Linked DNA regions of Mus musculus: region 1 is linked to region 2. Evidence: chromatin contacts called from public Hi-C data. All regions are on one chromosome and are shown on one strand. Each heading gives the region's core, a stretch centred on a gene start, on an enhancer-like site or on the middle of the called end of the contact. The rest is flanking DNA. Distances are from core to core; before and after follow the strand shown.

What was found. A called contact is a pair of places that touch in the nucleus more often than the background predicts.
Region 1: a contact with region 2 is called in a Hi-C map of myocytes, with 2.4 times the contacts expected there. The contact joins two enhancer-like sites. A contact is called at or near these places in 8 of 484 Hi-C or Micro-C datasets (the G1E-ER4 cell line, the HL-1 cell line, cumulus cells and 4 more) and 4 of 115 datasets of contacts at active chromatin or transcription factors (cardiomyocytes, embryonic stem cells, heart atrium and 1 more).

What each region holds. Positions count from the first base shown.
Region 1 is chr3:97,047,127-97,053,390 of GRCm38.p6, reverse strand. It overlaps Gja5 (gap junction protein, alpha 5), which reads right to left. Exons shown (of 2, transcript NM_008121.3): 2 at 1-2,795. The coding sequence starts at 2,762. The coding sequence ends at 1,686. The region is part of intron 3 of 4930573H18Rik (RIKEN cDNA 4930573H18 gene); the gene reads left to right. Among named protein-coding and RNA genes, the nearest start is that of Gja5, 18 kb to the right of the region's middle. Within about 2 kb of position 2,015, at least 48 of the 459 cell types and tissues checked have an H3K27ac peak or open chromatin away from gene starts, as enhancers often do. A contact at or near this core is called in myocytes, where this site is marked.
Region 2 is chr3:96,960,349-96,966,962 of GRCm38.p6, reverse strand. No RefSeq gene overlaps it. Among named protein-coding and RNA genes, the nearest start is that of Gja8, 38 kb to the right of the region's middle. Within about 2 kb of position 3,407, at least 12 of the 459 cell types and tissues checked have an H3K27ac peak or open chromatin away from gene starts, as enhancers often do. A contact at or near this core is called in myocytes, where this site is marked.

The DNA of each region.
Region 1 (6,264 bases), core at 766-3,265, 88 kb before region 2:
TCTTCCTTTCCCAGGTATCCTCAGTCAATTTCTTTCTATCCATTAGTAGCAACCAAATGCCAGCAGAGGGACCCAGAGATGGGTCACTGGGACAGGGACTGACCTCTGACCCTTCACCCTCCTGAACTTCTCATGCCTGATCTTTAGGCTGATTAAGAAGCAAGCTCAGCCCTCCTGCCAGACAACTGAGAAGGAAGCAGAAAGACCCAAGTTTCTCTACATGTTTCCTTATCGTTCTTCAGGGCTCTTCTTCACCATTCTATCTGCATGCACACACGAGCACACACACACAGAGGCACACAGAGATGGATGGGCATGCACACACAAACACACACACACACACACACACACACACACACACACAGTATTGTGTTTGTAAATCTCGGTATCTGGTGCTGAGCTTCTTCCATCTGCATAAGATGGATCCACTCAGTAGATACCCCAGGATAGACCCTGAGGAAGGCAGGGATTTTCTACAGTCCTCCCCTGTTGTACCTAGGGGTACCAAGAAAACATAGGAATATCTGCACTAAATAAGGGTCCAAACCAACTGGACCCTTTCTGCTTCCATGTCTCCTTGATGCCTCTAAGAGAGATCTTGGGCCTCAATTGCTATCACCACACCTCTCGGCATTAAAAGCTGGCAGACAGTGGAAGGCATACACAGAAGGGAAAATAGTTTTTCAGTGTCCTCCCCCCACCTTTTCATCTTCACAGCAGAATTTCCCCCTCCACCCCCATCCCCAGACCCAGAAGAACCCGAGAAGCACAATGCTCTCTTTGTTTCAGTAAATCCTGGGGAAATTCCACTGAACTTGGTGGCTGGTAATCTGGCCAGGATCCAAGAGAGGATGGTGACTTTGGACATTCCTGTTAACAAAGATTTTAGAGGAACGGTGGGTGAGCCGGCCAGGATGGTTTCTGTCATTAGGTTAAACTATAAAGGACCGCAGGATGACAGCTGGTGGCAATTCCAGCGATGCTTGTGTGCACAGTGACTTCTGGAGGTCTTGGCACCCTTACGAGCTGGGTGTCTAGCCTGGCAGTAAGGCTGAGACATCATCAACATGAAACATTTGCCAAAGGTACATACCAAGGCACTTGTAAATCTGATGCTGGCCAAGGACCAAGGATACCCCTTTAAGACTGGGAGGAAGGAGATGCAGCCAAGGGCAGCCCACAGTTACCTCACCAGCACTCCGAGGTATGGCACATGGAAACAACTGATTCAAAGGAATGATACAGGGCAGATTACTTGATGAATACTCTCAACCTTGGGCTCTTAAGAAAAAACAAAACAAAACAAAACAAGAGGATGGGCATAGTACCAAAGAGAAGACTTGGGGTGGGTGGGGGGTCTATCTGGTATGTTGCTGGTGTTGAACCTGTCCTCCCCAGACCAGATTTTGCCACGGTTCCTGATCCTGCCTCCACTATGGCTTCACTGTGAATACTGGTAGATGAGTAGGAGGGAATGAGACTTGAGGAGTAGCCCAGTCATTGAGAAGACTCAGAACTGTAATTTTGAGGATAACGAGCAATGAATGCCAATGAATGCCACCCAGACCCAGGACAGACAGAGCAAAGTAGTGCTGAGGAGAGTATACCATCACGAGAGAGACTGTTTCTTTCCTGCCTCACACTCCTTAGATCCCTCCTGGGCCTGGCCCTCCCTAAAAGGAGGATCACACTGACAGGTCATCTGACCTTGCTTTGCTGCTGGCCTTACTAAGGCGCCGTTTGTCACTATGGTAGCCCTGAGGAAGGCGGTGGCCCGCAGAGGCTCCACTGGCGTACTCTGGCTTCTGGCTATAGTGCATGTGGATGAAGCCTTCCCCTGGAATCTGCTCCTGGTTTGGCACTTCCCCAGTGGCCAGAGCGTCTGGATTCTTCCGGGAGCCCATGTTATTACTGAAGTCGCTGAAGAATTTCTCTCCGGAGCTGTTCTTTAGGCACTGATTGAAGTCAGGGGGAGGAGTGAGGCTCTGGACGAGGCTGGTGGGAGGGCCAGGCAGCTGGTGCTTGTCCACACCCTGCCGTGACTTGCCAAAGCGCTGTCGGATCTTCTTCCAGCCCAGGTGGTAGAGTTCAGCCAGGCTGAGAAACAGAGACAGTCCAGCCACAGCCATCATAAAGACAATGAAGACATTCTTCTCCGTGGGCCTCGAAACATAACAGTTGACTGGGTGGGGACAGGGACTCCTGCGGCAGACATGCAGGGTATCCAGGAAGATCCCATAGAGGAGGTACTGGCCTACGATGAAGGCCACCTCCATGGTGGTGCGGATCAGAATGGTGCAGACATAGGTGTTGAGTAGGGTGCCCTGGAGGACAATCTTCCCATCTACTTCTTTCCAGCAGGACAGCTCGGCCTTTTCGGCTACTGGGTACTCATAGGCACCAGTGCGGTGGGCCTCTTTAGCTTTCTCAGCATCCCGCAATTTCTGCTTTTCCTGCATGCGCACAGTGTGCATGGCATGGCCCATGTACACTAGAGAAGGCGTGGACACAAAGATGATCTGCAGTACCCAATAACGAATGTGGGAGATGGGGAAGGCTTGGTCATAGCAGACATTTTGGCAACCAGGCTGAATGGTATCGCACCGGAAGTCGGCCTGCTCATCTCCCCAGGAGGACTCAGCAGCGGTGCCCAGGACCAGCATGCGGAAAATGAACAGGACAGTGAGCCAGACCTTGCCGATGACTGTGGAGTGCTTGTGGACCTCCTCCAGGAACTCCCCCAGGAAGCTCCAGTCACCCATCTTGCCAAGAGTAGGAGACCGAGGCCGAGCCTTCTGCAAACAGAGCAGAAACACAGGGACGTTTCAGGAGGGATGCTTCAAGAGGTTTAGAAGGTCCCATCATGCTCTGGGCCACTGATCCACACCAAATGTGTTCTTTAAGAAAGTGTGACTTTTGCAGGGTATAGTGGTGCATGCCAGGAGTCCCAGCACTTGGGAAAGGAAAGCAGAGGTTCAGGGGTTCAAGTTTCTTGCGGGCTCACAAGGAGTTAATTGGAGGCTAGCTGAGCTCCACATGAGCCTGCCTCAAAAACAAAAATGATTTTGTGGGTGGTTTTATATGTCTAAAAAAGGACCCTCTACTTTCTAGAGGCTGTTTGTGTCTTTTGTGATGTGACATGACCTGGATCTCTGGAGTTAGAATCAATCCGACTCACTTGTACACACTCTAGTTCTAGGGAATTCAATATCTTCCTATGTCCTCATGGGGTACTGCATGCTTGCTGTGCACATGAACTCATACAAACACACACTAGCAAGTGCACACACAGACACAGACAGACAGACGGACACACACATGCACTCACGTGTGCATGCACACACACACACACACACACACACACAAAATCAAATAGCTAAAAAGGAAGACAGTCTAATTTTGTTAAAGTCAAGAGTCATAAAAAGTACCCTCCCGTTCAAAAACTAAAGAGGGGGCTCTAAGCCAAGTGAAAGCATGGCATTCCCATGAAGGATCTAGAAGTCATGTAAGGTCCCCAATGAAGGAGCTAGAGAAAGTACCCAAGGAGCTGACGGGGTTTGCAGCCCCATAGGAGGAAGAACAATGTGAACTAACCAGTACCCCCAGAGCTCCCTGGGACTAAACCACTGACCAAAGAAAACACATGGTGGGACTCATGGCTCTAGCTGCATATGTAGCAGAGGATGGCCGAGTTGGTCAATGAGAGGAGAGGCCCTTGGGCCTGTGAAGGTTCTATGCCCCAGTATAGGGGACTGCCTGGGCCAGGAAGAGAGAGTGGGTAGGTTGGTGAGCGGGGGGTGGGGGGGATAGGGGATTTTTGGAGGAGAAAATAGGAAAGGGGATAACAATTTGAAATGTAAATAAAGAAAATATCTAATAAAAAATAAAAAAGAGAAAAAAATTATGTAAGGTGTGTGTTACAATGTAGAGTCCAAGTCTCATCCCCAGACATTCTATCTGCGTCAGAAGGTGATCTATCATAGCCTGCCCCTTGAAGATATCAGTCTCTCTATGAGGCCAGGTCCCACCCCACCCCACCCCCAATCCCTGGGATGGAGAGTTAAGATGACTTGTGATGTAACAGCTCCCTAATTAATGGTCTTAACCAGTACCTGGCTCCTCCACACTCTTTGTCATGTGCATTATGCTGAATTAAATCAAATCGCATGAAAAGTCCCAGGTCTTGGGAATATAAGGATATAAAAACCAGTTGTTTCCTTAGTTTAGGGATTTCTTTAAGGACTTTCCCTTCTAGGTTCCCTCATTCTCATTCTATCATAATAGTACCTCACATATTTTTCTTTTAAAAAATGACTTATTTTTGTTTTCTATTTATGAGTGTTTTGCCCACAGATATGTATGTGTACCATATGGGCTCGTGGTACCCAGGGAGGCAAGAAGAGGCCACTGGATTACCTGGAACTGGGGTTATGAGCTTTCATGTGCGTGCTGAGAACCAAACCTGGGTCCTCAGTAAGAACAGGAAGTGTTCTTAGTCAGTGAACCATCCCTCCAGCCCCTCTCTTCTTTAAGCTCTTAGGGAAGCTCTTAGTTCCACTGTATCCTTTGAGGCCTTGTTATGTTGTTGTCGGTATATTTGTCCTGTTCTTTTCCTTCCTTCCTTCCTTCCTTCCTTCCTTCCTTCCTTCCTTCCTTCCTCTCTCTCTCTCTTTCTCTCTCTTTCTCTTTCTCTTTCTCTTTCTCTTTCTCTTTCTCTCTCTCTCTCTCTTTCTCCCTTCTTCCCTTCTTTCCTTTTTTCTTTCTTTGTGTTTGGGTGTTTTGCCTACATGTCTGTGCACCATGTGTATGCAGTACCTGCAGAGGCCAGAAGAGGGCTCCATATCCCCTGAGACTGGTGTTACAGACAGTTGTAAACCACCATGTGGTTGCAGAGAATTGAATCTGGGTCCTCTGGAAGGGCATCCAGTGCTTGTGCCTGCTGAGACATCTCTCCAGCCCTGGACTGTTCCTTCCTAGTGCTCCCCTACCTTGAGGCCCAATCACAGTTTCAAGAACTTTTCTCCTAATAAAGCAAATTCCTGAAAAGTAAGTATATGTCAACTATTTCCCCAAAGTAACTACTTCTACTCCATTCTTATATCTAATGGGGTGGCCTCTTAGGAGCCTGGGTTTGTAGCAAGCATTTCAGATGATTCTGGTGCCAGCAGGTCAGGCACTATACCTGGAGTTGGGAAACTAGGCTTGGACTCTGCCATGTGCCTCTGAGCACTTGCTTCACTGAATCTGTTTCCTTTCATTCAAGTGGAGCTTGGAGGAGCTGGACCAGAGGAGCTGGAGGATTGAATGAGGTGAAGAATGTGATGTTCTGAAATTCACGCCATAAATGTTCCATATGTTTTGAATGGCTGTTGGACAGAAAATAATTTCTTTCTCTGACTCCGAAAGGCAAGATGAGGTGGAGGAGGACAGAAGGACTGAGGGCAGGGATCACAAGCTTGGCTTCTCCAGTGGCGGTTCCTACTGATCAGAACCATCTGGAGAGCACCAGCTGTGCAGAAAGACAGCAAACAAAAGCACATCTTGGTCACTCTAAAGGTATCACAGTTTCTCAGTAGGTCACCGCCTTCAACTTCCAGAAGCATCAGGCAATATGACAATGCTATTCTTCATGTTGGTGCCATGGTACAACCATTGCAACTGTGGCTCCATTTGCTAAGAGTTCTTCTTATAAAAGGTCATACGGATTTCCTCTGTCCATCCATCTCAAGTCCTACCAGAGGCTCTGTGGTGGTTTGAATGACAATGGCCCGGTAGGCTCTTATGTTTGAATGCTTGGTCTCCAGTTAGTGGAATCATTTGGGAAAGATTAGGAGGTGTGGCCTTACTGGAGGAGGTGTGTCACTGGAAGTAGGCTTTGTGGTTTCAAAAGCCCTCACCAAGCCTAGTCTCCTCTCCTCTCCTCTCCTCTCCTCTCCTCTCCTCTCCTCTCCTCTCCTCTCCTCTCCTCTCCTCTCCTCTCCTCTCTTCATGGATCAGAATGGAAAGCTCTCAGCTAGTAATGTGAATGGAAAGCTCTAGGGCCATGCCTGTTTTCTTCCCACCATGAAGATCATAGACTAACCCTCTACAATGGTAAACAAGCCTCCGATTAAATGCTTTTGTTTATAAGAGTTGCTTTGGTTATGGTGTCTCTTCACAGGACTGGAACAGCGACTAAGACACTGTCCTTCCCGCTATGTCTCACACAGCCTTGTGCCCAGAGCTGGATCCCATTAGGCTTCCTCTAGGTCCCCATGCTCCCTC
Region 2 (6,614 bases), core at 2,158-4,657:
TTTTGATCATCATCTTGTATGGATCTGGACTTGACGAACAGACACACTTCAAAGCAAGTCTATGAAAATATTTCCAGAAGAATTAACTGAGAAAACAAGGTTCTCCCTTCAATGGGTGGCCCAGATTCATATAAAGAGGTTCAGGTTAAAGGCAGCGTTGCTTACCTGCCTTTGCTGGCACCTGTGTCTATTGCTTCCACTGCCACCACCACCGCTGCCACAACCATCTTCTGCTAACATCAGACTCTGGCTTCTTTGATCTTTCAACATGAACTGAATGAAGATCAGTTACCCTTCAAAAATCACTCCAGCCCTCATCACTACACTGAGACTGCTTAGACATTCAGTTTGTAGACTAATCAGCAACTGTGTTCTAAGTCTCTCCAGCCTGCAAATAGACATGCTGGACCTCCCAGCCCTTATCACATAAGCCAGTCTACTAAATCCCACTTTATAAGGCATGCGCATTCTGTAGGCTGTGCTTCTCTAGAGAACCCAGTTTAATAGACCAGTAAATCTCATCACAACAGCTCAAGTAAAATCTTATTGTCTAGCCGGGTGTGGTGGCCCACGCCTTTAAACCCAGCTCTCGGGAGGCAGAGGCAGGCGGATTTCTGAGTTCGAGGCCAGCCTGGTCTACGAAGTGAGTTCCAGGACAACCTGGGCTATACAGAGAAACCCTGTCTCGAAAAACCAAAAAAAAAAAAAAAAAAAAAAAAATTATTGTCTAAATCTTTCACCTCAGGTCCACATGCGTATCCTGGGTGTGGTAACTATAACTCCTGGTGCATACTTACTCCCTACTTAAGGACTTATGAAGTTAGAGAGACAAGTTAGTTGCCCCAAACCCCTAATACTCAAAAGTGTATTAATACCCAAATCAGGCAAATGGGAGGTAAAGATAAAAAATAAAAAGGAGGGGTCTACTGGTCCATCGTAGTTCTGAAATTTACCATGTGTCCTAGTAAATCTTCATTATCAGCTTAGTTGGACTTATAATCATCATGGAAACAGATTTCCAACCTTCTGTCCATGAGGGCATTTCCAGAAAAGTTTTCCTGAGGCAGGAATACCACCCCAAATGTAGATGGCATTGTCTCATGGACTGGGATCCCTGACTGAATGAAAGAGAGGTCATGCTAAGCACCCCCGACACCACTCTCTGTTTCCTCACTGTGGATGTGATGTGACCGGCAGCCTCACACTCCTGCCCATGACTTCTGACTGTGATGGACTGTCCCTTCAAAGTCCTCCCTCCATACCTTGCTCTTATCAGATACGTTGTTACAGAGATGAGAAAAGTAATCAACACACCAAGCAAACATTAGATTTTCTTCCCCAAGTTTCAAGGACTGTGAATAAATTTTCTCTAGCTCCCCACTGCCTGGACTCAGCGTTCTGACCACTGAGTCAGCCTTCCAGCCTCACAACAGGCAGGACCTGTTTGCAGCTGAGCTGTCTTGTCAGCCTGCTTCCTGAAAGTCGATTGGGCTCTGGAGTGCCTGGCATGGAATAGAGTGAAGGGAGCACATCTGCAGAGGAGAGGAGCACATCTGCAGAGGAAGGGAGAACATCTGCAGAGGAAGGGAGCACATCTGCAGAGGAGGGGAGCACATCTGCAGAGGAGGGGAACACATCTGCAGAGGAAGGGAGCACATCTAAAGAGGAGGGGGAGTACATCTGCAGAGGAAGGAGAGCACATCTGCAGAAGAAAAGAGTATATCTGCAGAGAAGGGGGAGCACATTTGCAGAGGAGGGGAGCACATCTGCAGAAGAGAAGAGTACATCTGCAGAGAAGGGGGAGCACATCTGAAGAGGAGGGGATAGCAATAGCAATGGAGAGAGGAGAGTGGTTTCCTACAGGGCTCCAACTACATACTTAAACATGTGAAAGATCCCAAGAGCCAGGTTTCATACCATCAGAAAAATGGAGCTACACATTTGGAAAATGAGAACGAACTTAATGATGTTGGGCTGCAATTGGAGATGCCAGATTACAATATAAATAGCCAGCTATTAAAATAAATACAGAGTAAGCATGTGTGAATATACTCATATATATTTCTTAGTGGCGTCCACAGATGAATCTTGGAAACAAGACACCCCGTGGCAATAAGCACACACACTTCCCAGATACTGTCTTCTAAATATCATTGTCTACTTCGAAGACTCAAGGTTGGAACACAGAAGTATAAAATACACCTAAACTCTCCTCCACAAAAGACAAGAAAACAAGAGAGAGATGATGGGAGACCATCAAAGCACACAAACTCCTGCTTGAAGAATCTTCCTGGGCAGAACTAGGCACACTTTACCCAAATGAGTGACAGCAGTGATGATTATTAAGTAAGGCAGGAAAGGAGCCCGCACAGACATAAAGCCTAAGAAACCAGCCGTGCACTGAGGAGTAGCATAGCTAGAGATCTCCACCATTTCTATACAGAATGTGGGTTCACTATGGAGAAAATGTCACCTGGGGTTGGGGACACCTCGTCAGCATCATCTGAGGAGTATAACCAAAGATGACATCATCAGTTACAAGAACAGCGGAACATCTGCACCACCCAGCACTGTGCTGGGAGCACAGCATGACTTCCAGGTCATTCCTTCTCCTTTCAAAGATGCACAGCAAATACCTGTCGAGGGAAGAGCAGGCCAGGCTAAAAGGAGAGATACTTGCTAGTCATCTTCATAGTCGGTAAAGAAAGGTGACAGGCTAGAAAAGATGGGGTGCCGTTACCTAAACACCCGCTCAGGAAGCATGAGTTTCAAACCCAAACCTTTAGCCATAAAGGATGCTGTTGCAACACTCTGACTCGGGTCTGAGGACAGTAGTGCACCTAAATTAATTTTCTGTTGCTGGTTAGTTGATTGACACACTGGGAAAAGCACTTATTTGTAAGAAATGAGTGCATACAAGCTTTCTGAAGAAATAAAGGATCAGGTTCAAAGAAATTACATCCATCATGTTTGTGCCCTTTTCTCGACCCTGTAATTCTTTTGAAACTACTTAATGTGATAGTATAGTATTAAATAAATAGACCTGAGTCTGACACCCCTTGGCCAGGCTGTCCCCCAGCCCTGTGGCATGGGGCATTTCCTGGCCTGTCAGAATGAAGGCCAGTAGCTGGTTGCTGACCTCAAGCCTGCCAAAGAATGGCACCACAGCTGTCTGAGTGTGGCTTGAGGTTTGGTGACAACTAAAGACTCCTTTAACTTCATTGACAAATCAATTGCATTCTTGTCAAAGTATCTGACCCATCCGTAACAGAGCGGCCACATCAGAGAGTAGAATCTAACAATAAAACCTCTCACATTCTTGTCTGCCCTGATCTCCCTAAACCAGCCCGGCACCTGCGGCTCCTTGGCAACACGTTTGCTGGCTGTTCTATTACAGGGAGTGTGGTTGCCTTTTGTAGGAGATTTCCTGCCGCCTTTCAGCCAGTGACTAAACTGGCTGCAGCTAATTCTGCTGGGAAGTACCAGCTGCTTTCCCACAATCCTGCAGCCATTTCCATGAATCAATTTGGGAGCATTGTAGACCCTTGAAAAGCAGCCATAAGGCTCTGGTGCCTGATAGCTTTAGTGGGATTTAGCATCCTCAGCAATGGGCTGAACTTAAAAAAAAAAAAAAAAAAAAAAAAAAAAAAAAACCATAGAATCTATTAGCAGCTGCCCCTGAAAATGCCTGTGTGGTTTTGAGCAAGATAAAGAATCTCTCTATTCTCAAGGCTGATAGGATGATCTCAACCCATACCTGTGGTCGAGGAGTGTATAAGGAAAAACAGGGTGCGCCTAGCGCGTCTCAAGTTCTGTATCAAGAAAAGATGGCATACGCAACTGTATTGCTGCAGTTATCCAGTGTTTAGTGGAAGGGAGCAATGTAAAAGCCCAGCCCTGATAAAACAAGAAAGATGCCACGTATGAACTTGTTCACTGAGCATGTATGCAAGGTCATAAGCAGACAGGGATGGCCTAGCATGGTCCCTGTTCTCACAGAGCAGAGTCTAGGAGGGAAGATAAAACTAACCAGGTTCACAAGTATAAGGAATGACAGAAAGGAAAAATAGCAGTGTTAGTGGTCAATGAAATGGGTATTGGTGTTGTTGTTGTTGTTGTTGTTGTTGTTGTTGTTGTTGTTGTTACCAAGCGAGTGAACAGTTAAGTCAGAAGAGGGTTGGCACCCAGAACTCCTGCTTCGTCTTCTGAGAGCTGCAGTTTATCCCTTGGATCCATTAGCAGTTTATGATCATGATCATCAGAATAGCATACACTTTGTATGTGCTCCATACATACTCTGCCTACACTCTGCACACGCTCTGCACATGCTCTGCACACGCTCTGCATACGCTCTGCACACACTCTGCACACACTGCACACACTCTGCACACACTCTGCACATGCTCTGCACACACTCTGCACACGCTCTGCACATGCTCTCATAAGGCTGATGTGAAGGCCAAATAAGAAAGGCCTCAAGAGCTGGATGGTAGTGGAGCATGACGCCTTTGATCCTAGCACTCAGGAGGCAGAGGCAGGCGGATCTCTAAGTTTGATGCCAACCTGCTCTACAGAGCTAGTTTCAGTCTATCCAGGGCTACAAAAAGAATACCTGTCTTGAAAACCCAAAACCAAAAAGAAAAAAAAAGGAAGGGAGAGAAGGTAAGGAGGCAGGCAGACAGAGGCTGGCCTTACAAACACATTTTTAGAAAGCCTCATAGATGTGAGACTCTGTTGCAGCTCAGGGCCTCATACAACACTGGAAAGTGGCCACATTAGCTTGTCCTGCCCACTCAGTAGAAGTTATGGTACCCACATCTCTGTACTTACCAGAGGTGTTTGCACCTCGCCCTACTGAGAACTGTACAATATGCCTGTTCCCAGACTGCCTGCCTTAGCCTGCTGGCCTTTGCCCTCTCTTAGTCAACATTTTAAACACTAAATCAGTCAAAACCCAGGAAGGTGTTTATCAATGTAGAACACAACAAATGAAGCTGAAAATAGAAAACACAGAGACTGTCAGGGGCCTGAGATGATCTCCCCAAGTTACAGGATGAAGCATAACCGAGGTAGACGTAAGGCCCTGCAGTTAGCTTTACCAAAGCCCATACAGCAAGAAGAGAAGAGACTTTGGGACACTTCAGCTTCCCCATCTGGAGAGAGTTTGCTGTTGTTTCCAGAGAGCGGGAATCTATCTCATTTAGTCACATAGGAATTTATTACAGGAATGCAGTTTATTAGAGTAAACATTCACTCTGACTTACTCTTTTGATTGCAAACCTGGTATTTCCTGATTTAACTTTAATGTGGTTTCAGGTATATGGATGTACTCTGCTCTTCCTCACCTATAATGTTGAAGATACATAGTCGACATTTTATATACATATAAATACACATACATATAATACACATAACATACACGTATAATATACATACATATATCTTGTTCAGAATGAGACAGTGAGGCACTGCTGGACATTGGCAGAGTCATAATATTCCCTTCTAAAACTCGAAAGTCCTACCTTTTCTATAACGTCTACCTCCTCTAAAGAACTCTTCCCAGTGAGTCACATAACTGTCACTATGTCCCCACACGCAGATGTCGGGAGGGGAGCTTTGGGTGTGTGTGGAGGGTGAACCTGAAGAGGATGAGCCACTGCTCTGAACGGAAACTCTGTACTTCCCAATCCACTCGCTCAAAATTCAGTTCTGGGTGAGAGCTTTCGAAAGACAGCAGTCATGCCTTATACTTTATAAAATCTTCAATGTTCTCACAAGCGTGTACATGTATTGAGTACCCAATAAACAGTAGCAGAATAACGTGGTAGAATGAGCCTCAGTGTGTTCCATCACACCTAAATTTGAATAACAGGTTAGTGAGTTTCCTTCTAGATATTCTGGTTTTTAAAAAAATTAATCTTCAAAAGGTTCATAAAAATACCCTCTTTATAACGAGTTTTCCGAGCTTGAAATGCCAGCACTGGCTTCACTAAGCCCAAGAGCAATATTTCTTTAAATGGGAGAGTAAAAATAAGATTCGCTGCTGCCAGTCTTCCTAAGTTCCTGTACAGACCTCAGATATCTGCGGCTTCTGGCCCCCAGCAGCCCACAGTCCCTGAAGCCCAGTCCCTCAATACTCCCTAAAGTCACAGGAAGGCAGCTGTTCTGGTTTAACTCAGCTGAGGCTGCGTAGGGCTGTCTGGGAAGCACGGGGTTTCCTTTCTCTGCCGCTGCCCTTCCAACAGCATCCGTTTTTTTGCACTTCAACAAACGTTTGACTGCTCACTGTGTTCCAGGCAACCTAAGGCCAAAAGAGACTCCAAAGTCTACGGGGTGTGATTCTACCCTCCAGGAGCTGGGTCTGCTGAGAACTGCGAGTACACTTCCACAAACTAGTTTCCTACAGAGCGGAGAATGACAACAGCCAAAGGCTCGGGGAGCTTCCCAGGATTCCAAAGTGGGCAATTATCTCTAACTCTGGTGAAAAAAAGAAAAACCCCTGCTCTGCAGGAATAATGGGTGGCATTTGAGTCATGCTTATCAGAGCCAGCTAGGGAGGTGGAGAGGGCATTTAGGCAGAATTGCCTAGGTAAAGCTTAGAGGGAAACAGAGCG